Regions from separate parts of the Hordeum vulgare genome. Here regions 1 and 2 are each linked to region 3. A link is a contact called in public Hi-C data. All regions are on one chromosome and are shown on one strand. Each heading gives the region's core, a stretch centred on a gene start, on an enhancer-like site or on the middle of the called end of the contact. The rest is flanking DNA. Distances are from core to core; before and after follow the strand shown.

Region 1 (2,700 bases), core at 161-2,660, 250 kb after region 3:
TTGATACTGTTTGCTCTATGCATTCTTGTTCTTTTGGTTTATGCTTCCCTGTTGTCGAAGCTGCAATATGTAGACTTGAAAGCTTTGCAACAAAAATTTCCATATATTTGAATGTTGTCAGTTTAATATTCGATGATGAACGTGATGCTGCTACTGTTGTTGTGAATTTGGATTACTACATGGCCAAGGCATCTGTTTCGGCTCTCTTAGTCAAGTCAAATTTAATGAGCAATTGCAGGTCTTAGCAAAAGCAGAGCCTAAGCGATCAGACCAAAGGAGGAAGGAGGACTTGGAAGGTAGGAAATCATAGCAACCAGCAAGAAAAAATATGTCTTGGTTTTTCATGGCCTGCCTAACTATCTTGAAATTGTCATATGTCACTGGCAAATTAAACCATGCACATTATCAATGGTGCTCTGTTCTAATAGGTGAGGAGACGATAAAGTATACACGCACGCACGCATCAAACGAGACGAAATATTTCAAGACTGCTGTCTGCTTTAAGATGCACTGATCGGTGTTGTTCATGGAGTCCGAGGGTTCGCAGAGGGGCGAGGTGTGGAAGATCAAGCCTTACCCGCGGAAAGGCGACGAGTTCTGCCTCAGCCACATCACTGAGCTGATGGTGAAGTCGACCAAGGTGGCCGTCGAGTGCACCAGGTACCACGACGTGCCCGTGGTGATCTTCTCGCTCACCGGCTACACGGGGAACCTCTTCCACGACTTCACCGACGTGATCGTGCCGCTCTTCACCACGGCCAGCCAGTTCAACGGCGAGGTCCAGTTCCTCATCACAGACATGGCGATCTGGTGGACCATCAAGTACCACACCTGCTCTAGAAGCTGTCCAAGTACCCCTTGATCGACTTCAGCAAGGACGACCAGGTGCACTGCTTCAAGCACGCCATCTTCGGCACGCACGCCTACATGGAGTTCACCATCGATGCCTCCAAGTCGCCGCATGGCGTCACCATGGTCGATTTCAACCGGTTCATGTGCGCCGCCTACTCGTTGCCCAAGGAAACTGCGGTGGCGCTCGGGGAGAGCCCCAAGGTCAAGCCCACACTGCTCATCATCAAGAGGCACCGCACGAGGATGTTCCTCAACCTGGAGGAGATCATCGCCATGGCCGAGGAGCTTTAATTAATTTAGGTGCTATTTGAAACGGCATGGATGTTGATTAATAAGTGATAAATGGAGGGGCCACTTTGCAAAACCACCAACCCTGCCTCACTCTGTCCACTTGGCGCGCTGTGATTCGCTGTGGACTAAAACTGCACAAGAGAAGCAAGTTGTAGGATTAAATAGGGTCATTTTGTAAGTTCTGAAATCAAAACAAGTTGTAAGATCACTGATGCTATTACCTCTTCATTCTGGAAGATAAGATCGATAACGCTCTAGAGTAGACTAGCTAGTCAGCCATGTGACACTTTCTTTCCATACGTGCATGATTGCGGTGTCCTAGTCGTAGGCGGCTCAGATGATGAGCACCGCAGCGGCAGGTCCCTCTCACTGCTACGACTCGTAATACTTTTGTCTAATCATTCATCTTCTCATATGTTAGTAAACGCTAGCCCACTGGATTGTGGAAATCAAATTGACGAACGACTCTTGTTTCCATTGAAAAATTAATCTGATACGTACATTTGCCAACTGCAGTGCCAGAGGGCTGAAGCGCAGACACGCGGACGGCATGGCTCGGCATGCCGTCCTGCTCGTGGTCACCGTCGCCGTGCTCCTCGCGCGCCGAGCCGCCGCCGAGTACCCGTGGCCAGTCTGCGGCAGCACCGGCAGCTTCGCCGCCAACGACAGCACGTACCTGGCGAGCATCGGCGCCATCGCCGCCACCCTCCCGAGCAACGCCTCGGCGTCCCCGGGCGGCCTCTACGCCACGGCGCGGGCCGGCCAGGTCCGCGCCCTCGGGCTCTGCCGCGGCGACGCCAACGCCACCGCCTGCTCCGGCTGCCTCGCCCAGGGATTCCAGGACCTGCCCAGCGCCTGCGCCTACAGCAAGGAGGCCACCATGTACTACGACCCCTGCTTCCTCCACTACTCCAGCCTCGACTCGCGCGCCTCCGACGACACCGCGTCGGGCTCGGCCTTCAGCACCGCCTACAGCGACAACGCCACGGCGGAGCCGGCCCGGTTCGACCGCGTCGTGGCGGCGCTCCTCAACGCCACCGCGGACTACGCCGCGCACAACTCCTCGGCGACGCGGCTGTATGCGTCCGGTGTGGTCGCCTTCGACCGGGAGATCCCCGAGGTGTACAGCTGGGCGCAGTGCACGCCGGACCTCACGCCGGCGCGGTGCCGGGATTGCCTCGCCAACATGATCCAGCAGTTGGGGACGCCGTTGTACAGCGTCGGGGCGAGGGTTCTTGGGATCAGGTGCAGCGTCCGGTACGAGAACAGGCCCTTCCTTGATGGCCCGGTAATGCTGCGCCTACCAGCAACTGGAGATCCCGCGCCGTCGCCTACCACAGCACCGGCGCCGGCGCCGGATGTGGTGCCCAATGTTGTGACGCCGGTGGCGGCGGTCGGAAGAGGTGAGTCAGTTTAGGCGTCTGTTAGTACTACTCGCTCCGTTCCTAAATATAATTCTTTTAAGAGATTTCATTAGATGACTACATACAAACCAAAATGAATGAATCTATACTCTCAGGTATGTCTATATACATCCGTATGTAGTCTTCTAGTAGA
Region 2 (2,700 bases), core at 183-2,682, 190 kb after region 3:
GTTATAATTTTTATTTGATATAGCTTGCCAATGTTTTTACGCTTTAGTTATCAGTTTTAACTGTGCGGAGTTTTCATTTTTATTTCATATATAGCTTGCCCAAATTTTCACACTCTAGTTGTCAGTTTAAACTGTGGCTAGTTATAATTTTTGTTTCATATAGCTTGCCAATTATTTCAGACTCTAGTTGTCGCTTCGAGTTGCCTTTTTGTTTATATAGCTTGCCGAAAAATTGTGTCCAATTGCCAAATTATTTGTTATGCTCGCCTACATGGTTAATTGCGTTAAATTTCCATAAAACTTGTCGTATTGTTATCCCCAACTGATATTTTTAATAGATAACATGCAGTTAAACTGTAATGATCTATGCACGATGGCAACACATCAAACTGCTTTCGATCTAGAATCTCAGCTATATTGCTAAATAAGGAGGAAGGTTTTCTGCAGAAAAAGTAATCACTACCACTGGTTGATGTACCTTCAACAAATTCCACTATTATTCCCTTCTTGTTTTGGAAAAAAAATAATAATGTTGCGTGTGCTCCTTCTCATAGCAAAAATATTATAGCACTGTAGCATGCATGCCAACTGTAGTCTATAGATCTATACCATGTTAAAACAATGTCCTGTAATATGTGCGTGGATGTAGATATATAGCTCTCCTGTAGTGAAATAGTGTTGCAACACTGTACAACACTGTAGCGAAGAATATAACGCCCACGATCCCACCGCATGGGAAGGCTGCTGTGCGGCGTCGTAATATAGATTTTTCCTTTTGTCTTTGGGAAACGTTTCTGGTCGATGCGTCGGTCAAAACGTTCGGCCGGCCGCATGCGACCCACGCGTTGAGCGTTGATTAGGCATGCAACATTTTTCCGTTTAAATTGTTACAACCAGCGTTCATATTTGCTACTAGTGTTTTTCATTTGTTACAGCTGTCCGTTAAAAAAGCAGCATCCACGGTTGGTTGCAACTCGACTTCGTTGGGGTTTTGCTACAACCGGCGTTTTGACTTTTGTTACAACCGTGTTAATTTTTGCTACAGCCGGCATCATTTTTTGCTGCAACCGTTTATTAAAAAAGTTGCATCCGCGTTCACGTAGATATTTGTTACAACCGGCGTTTGACTTTTGCTACCACGCATCATCAGCTTCGTTTTTTTGCTATGATCGCGTAGATATTTTTTTTTCAATAAATTCTGTTTTTTTGTAACCGTTGAAAAAATTGCTGCATCGCGTTGAAATTTTGCTGCATCGGGATAGAAATATTGGATGAAGATCTAACGGTGCGGACGCGCGGCAATTGGTGGATCATGCGGCGCGCGGCCAACCGAACACGCCGGCGCAGAGCACTGCCCTTTGTCTTTTCCTTTTAGAATTTTATTTTAATGGCCCACGTGCAACTTTTTCTCCGTGACATTTTGGTAAATCAAATGTGGCGTGCCCAAAAAGACCCAGAGCAGTCAACACACTCCCTCCCAATCGCTGCCACCGCGATGCTCGCCGGCCACGGTATCCTCGCCGTGGTCACTGTCCTGCTCCTACTGCCGTCGGCCCGTCCGCTAGAGGACAGCACCTGCGACCCCAGCACCACCTTCGCGCCCAACAGCACCTATCAGGCGAACCTGAATCTCCTCGCCGCGGCGCTCCCGGGCAACGCCTCCTCCGCGCCGGCCGGCTTCGCCGCCCTCTCCGCCGGCACGGCCAGCCGGGCCTACGCGATGGCGCTCTGCCGAGGCGACGCCAGCGCCTCGTCCTGCGCCGCCTGCGTGGCGGTAGCGTTTCGCGCCGCCGGCCAGAGCTGCCCCAACAACACGGGCGTCACCATGTACGAGGACGACTGCGTCCTCCGCTTCGCCAACCGCCAGTTCTTGGACTTCCTCAAGGCCGACCAGTGGCAGGCCGGCGAACTCAGGTATTGCAAATATAATACTTCTAATATGCTCTTGCCGGATTTAAATAATGATTCCGATGAACTTGTTCCAAATTTCAATTTCCGGTACCAGTATCCAAACCAGAACGGCTGATGGGAGCGTTCCGACAGTCGCGGTTGCCTGGTTCAGAGCCGCGGCCACATCCATCCTCACCGCTGTGTCCGCTGCTTCGAGCAACTCGACCGCTGGCGCCAGCGACGGCAAGAAGCAGTACTTCGTCACGGGCGAGGTTGACTTCGACCCCAGGATCTACGCGCTCGCGCAGTGTGTGCCGGTCTTGACACCGGAGCAGTGCAGCAGTTGTCTCGGCCAGCTCCTCGTGCAAATAAAAGTCCAGCTGAGCACCAAACCGCCGTGGATTTCATCTCGTGTGGAGTGGTGCGACCTGAGGTATAACGTGCGGCCATTCTACCAGGGCCAGGCCATGCTGCAGCTTCAGGCGCCACCTGCGCCGTCATCTGGTACTCCAGAGACTGGAGCTGGTAACACATTACTCTGACGATTCTTTCTTGGTTTTGTCTGAAGAATTAATGCGGTTTTGATAGGCTGTTCATGGTGATCATACTACTGTAATTGTTGCCAATTGTCCGACAGCTCAGCTACCCCGGCCAGAGTTGTCACAGATTTTTATCTAATTTTAGAGTTCATGTTTGGTGTATGCAACTGCAGAGAAGAAAAAGAGTAGTGCAGTGGGTATCTCTGTGGGCATCGTTTGTTCCCTTGTATTGATATCGATTCTTTTGGCTCTGGCCTTCATTCGCTTCAGA
Region 3 (2,700 bases), core at 180-2,679:
GAAATCTTTCCTCGATATTATGATGAATATTGCGGCTAATGACAGGGATCATCTAGGCCCAAGTATGCTCATTGATTACAACTTCTCATCTGTTTGGTAGGCCTCATGGGGCTTTCAGAAACCTTTATTGATAATCAAGTTTGTGTAGGTGAACGAGTTACAACATCTCTACTCCAGTTCAATTGCAGTCTATTCGCTGAACTCTCAGCGGCATTTCATCTTGCAAAGAGTGATACCACAAAGAAGATGCCTTCAAGAGATCTTATTGTAATTCTTAGCAGTAGGAGTTATGTGAGAGTGAGTGTGGTGGTGGTGTTTTCTTTTTGATATCTACTCCCTCTGTAAACTAATATAAAAGTATTTTAAAATATTACTTTAGTAATTTAAATGCATTTATAATAGTTTACAGAGGAAGTACATTATAATCGGTGTTTCTACGTGTGTGAGTATCTACATTATAATCGGTGTTTCTAAAAAGCAGTTCGTAACTGGAAGAGAGAAGATTTCCAACCACATGGACAACGCAACATATATGCATGGTTACTGTGTGTCTTCTTTGACCAACATATAGGAGATACAGCGAGAACAATTAACAAGAGACGAGGACGATCGACATCCACACAGAGATGAGATCTACATGAAACCAGAGATATATATAGTATATTGAAATCAATTAACAATAAAATCAGACCACCGGCCGGAAATTTGTTACACCTACGTATCATGCAATGGCATGCATGCGCGCACGCACCGGATTACAAATCAAAGACAAGAGCAAATGAATTCAACAAGAACTAGCTATAGTCACCAACGAATGAACGAACATAGCATGCAGGCACGCATCTTTCCTCCGATGATCGATCGTACGTGCGTGTAGATCCTGAGTTGGGCGACGCCATGCCATGCATGCATGCACACGTAGGGATCGACTCAAGCGGTGGGCGTGGCGGCCCCGGCACCGCCGGCGCTGGCACCCGCGCCTACCACGCCGGCCGCGGCCCCTCCGACAACCTTGCCGGCGACGCCGCATGCCTCGCCGCACATCTTGGTGCAGGCTGGGTCCTCCTTGGCGCCGTTGGCGCAGCGCTCGTAGCAGTCGTCGAAGCAGCCGAAGGCGGTCGCCGCCGGCACCGACGCGGCCGCCACCACGACGGCGATCAGGAGCAGCGCGACGGCAGCGGTCCTGCTCTGGAGCGCCATGTTCTCGTTTGTGCGTACGTGTACTAGGTAACCTGTGGAGAGGGGGGTTTTCGCGAGTGAGAGACAAGGTGGCGGAAGGGTTGATGGCGTGCGATGCTTGGCGGGAATGGCGTCGCCTGGTTTTTGTAGCCTTGTAGGTGGTGGCGGCCGGAGATGGTGGGCGGCCATGAGAGCTTTGCGGGCGACGTACGGTGACAGTTGGTTGCATGCATGCCGGTGCCGCCGTGTTCGCGTTGCCACTGTTCCCCGATCGTGTTGACCGAATGACCGGCGACGGCGAGGGACTGTTTTGGTTGTTTGGAGCATTATATAATTTTTTTGCGGAGAGTTTGGGGCGTTATAAATTCTCAGAAAATGCGAGGAAAAAAAAAAGCTTTTCATGGCGTACGTCAACAGAACATGCATCTACATTTCGACATTTGGATCTACTATCTAAAACAAAATCCATCGTCCACATATGCGCATGGAAAACAGAAGACAAGGTAAAGCACGCTTGCTACAAAGCGTAAACAGTAACCGATTCAAAGATTTCACATGCAGGAGCAGTGGACAGTGGACTGCTGTCGGCACGGTTTGACGAAGCAACGTCCTCCGTTGTCGGATGATGGCGTCATGATGGTGTATCCGTCGGTGATCTCCGGAATCCGGAGCTTCGTTCCGCATGGCGCCAATCTCGTCATTCTCTTCTCCTGGGCGGCGACAATGTGCCTCGTCGGTAAGCACGTACCAGCACGACCCGTGAACAATAATCGATCGGGAGACAGAAGTAGGAGAGGAGTAGAATCCATCCCCTTTCTTTGACCAAATCGCCGGGAGGGATCAGACATGAAAGGGCAGCTGAAATTGCGTGCGTGCGTCCACTTTGTTGGTGCACGTTCCCGAAATCGCCGATGCAGACAGAATCGTGCTTGGTTGCCGAGTGCCGACGGGACGCGCGGCCTTGGTTGGGCTGGCCGCGACGTCGCAGCATCTCGCTTTCGGCCTTTCCCCGGCCCTCGAACGGCATCCCACCGGTGCACTCGCTCGTCGTCGTCCCGCGACGTCGCAATGCCACCTGCCCCGCGCGAGCGACAGATTTAACGCCGCACCGCCACCGCGGCCACACTCTGCCTACTTGCCGCAGCTCTGATCAATTTGGTACCGCTTAGACCAACTTTTGCACACCCCACATCCGTCCGGCCCGCAAAACGTGTTTGCACTTTGCAGAAAAACGTTTTTGTGGGCCGGCGCGCACGGCCGCGGATGCAGACCCTGCATAACTGATCCGTAAAAAAACATATTCGTGGAATATGTTTTTTTAGACCCCGTGCGGACTGAAATGTCCTTTCACCAACCGCTTTCGCTTATATGTAGGGCACCACAATGACGAGGGGGAAACCTGCGAATACGCGGTTTGGGCCGAGATTTTGCCGCGCCCCGCAAAAATATTTGCGGGCCGGGGCGGGATGCGGGGTCTGATCGGGCAGGTTTTTTCGTCCCGACCCGCATTTTGGCGGTTAT

What was found. Hi-C and Micro-C count contacts between places; a contact is called where the count stands out from the background.
Region 1: a Hi-C map of seedling shows a contact between it and region 3, with 2.0 times the contacts expected there. The contact joins the promoter of LOC123400217 here to the promoter of LOC123399937 in region 3. A contact is called at or near these places in 3 of 6 Hi-C or Micro-C datasets (leaf and seedling).
Region 2: a contact with region 3 is called in a Hi-C map of leaf, with 2.1 times the contacts expected there. The contact joins the promoter of LOC123400222 here to the promoter of LOC123399937 in region 3. A contact is called at or near these places in 4 of 6 Hi-C or Micro-C datasets (leaf and seedling).

The regions. Positions count from the first base shown.
Region 1 is chr5H:507,045,196-507,047,895 of MorexV3_pseudomolecules_assembly, reverse strand. It overlaps LOC123400217 (cysteine-rich receptor-like protein kinase 6), which reads left to right and starts at 1,410. Exons shown (of 8, transcript XM_045094643.1): 1 at 1,410-1,524; 2 at 1,660-2,546. The coding sequence starts at 1,481. It also overlaps the pseudogene LOC123400219.
Region 2 is chr5H:507,098,739-507,101,438 of MorexV3_pseudomolecules_assembly, reverse strand. LOC123400222 (cysteine-rich receptor-like protein kinase 6) reads left to right here and starts at 1,432. Exons shown (of 8, transcript XM_045094647.1): 1 at 1,432-1,914; 2 at 2,006-2,415; 3 at 2,603-2,700. The coding sequence starts at 1,433.
Region 3 is chr5H:507,290,436-507,293,135 of MorexV3_pseudomolecules_assembly, reverse strand. LOC123399937 reads right to left here and starts at 1,429. Exons shown (of 1, transcript XM_045094328.1): 1 at 642-1,429. The coding sequence starts at 1,368. The coding sequence ends at 931.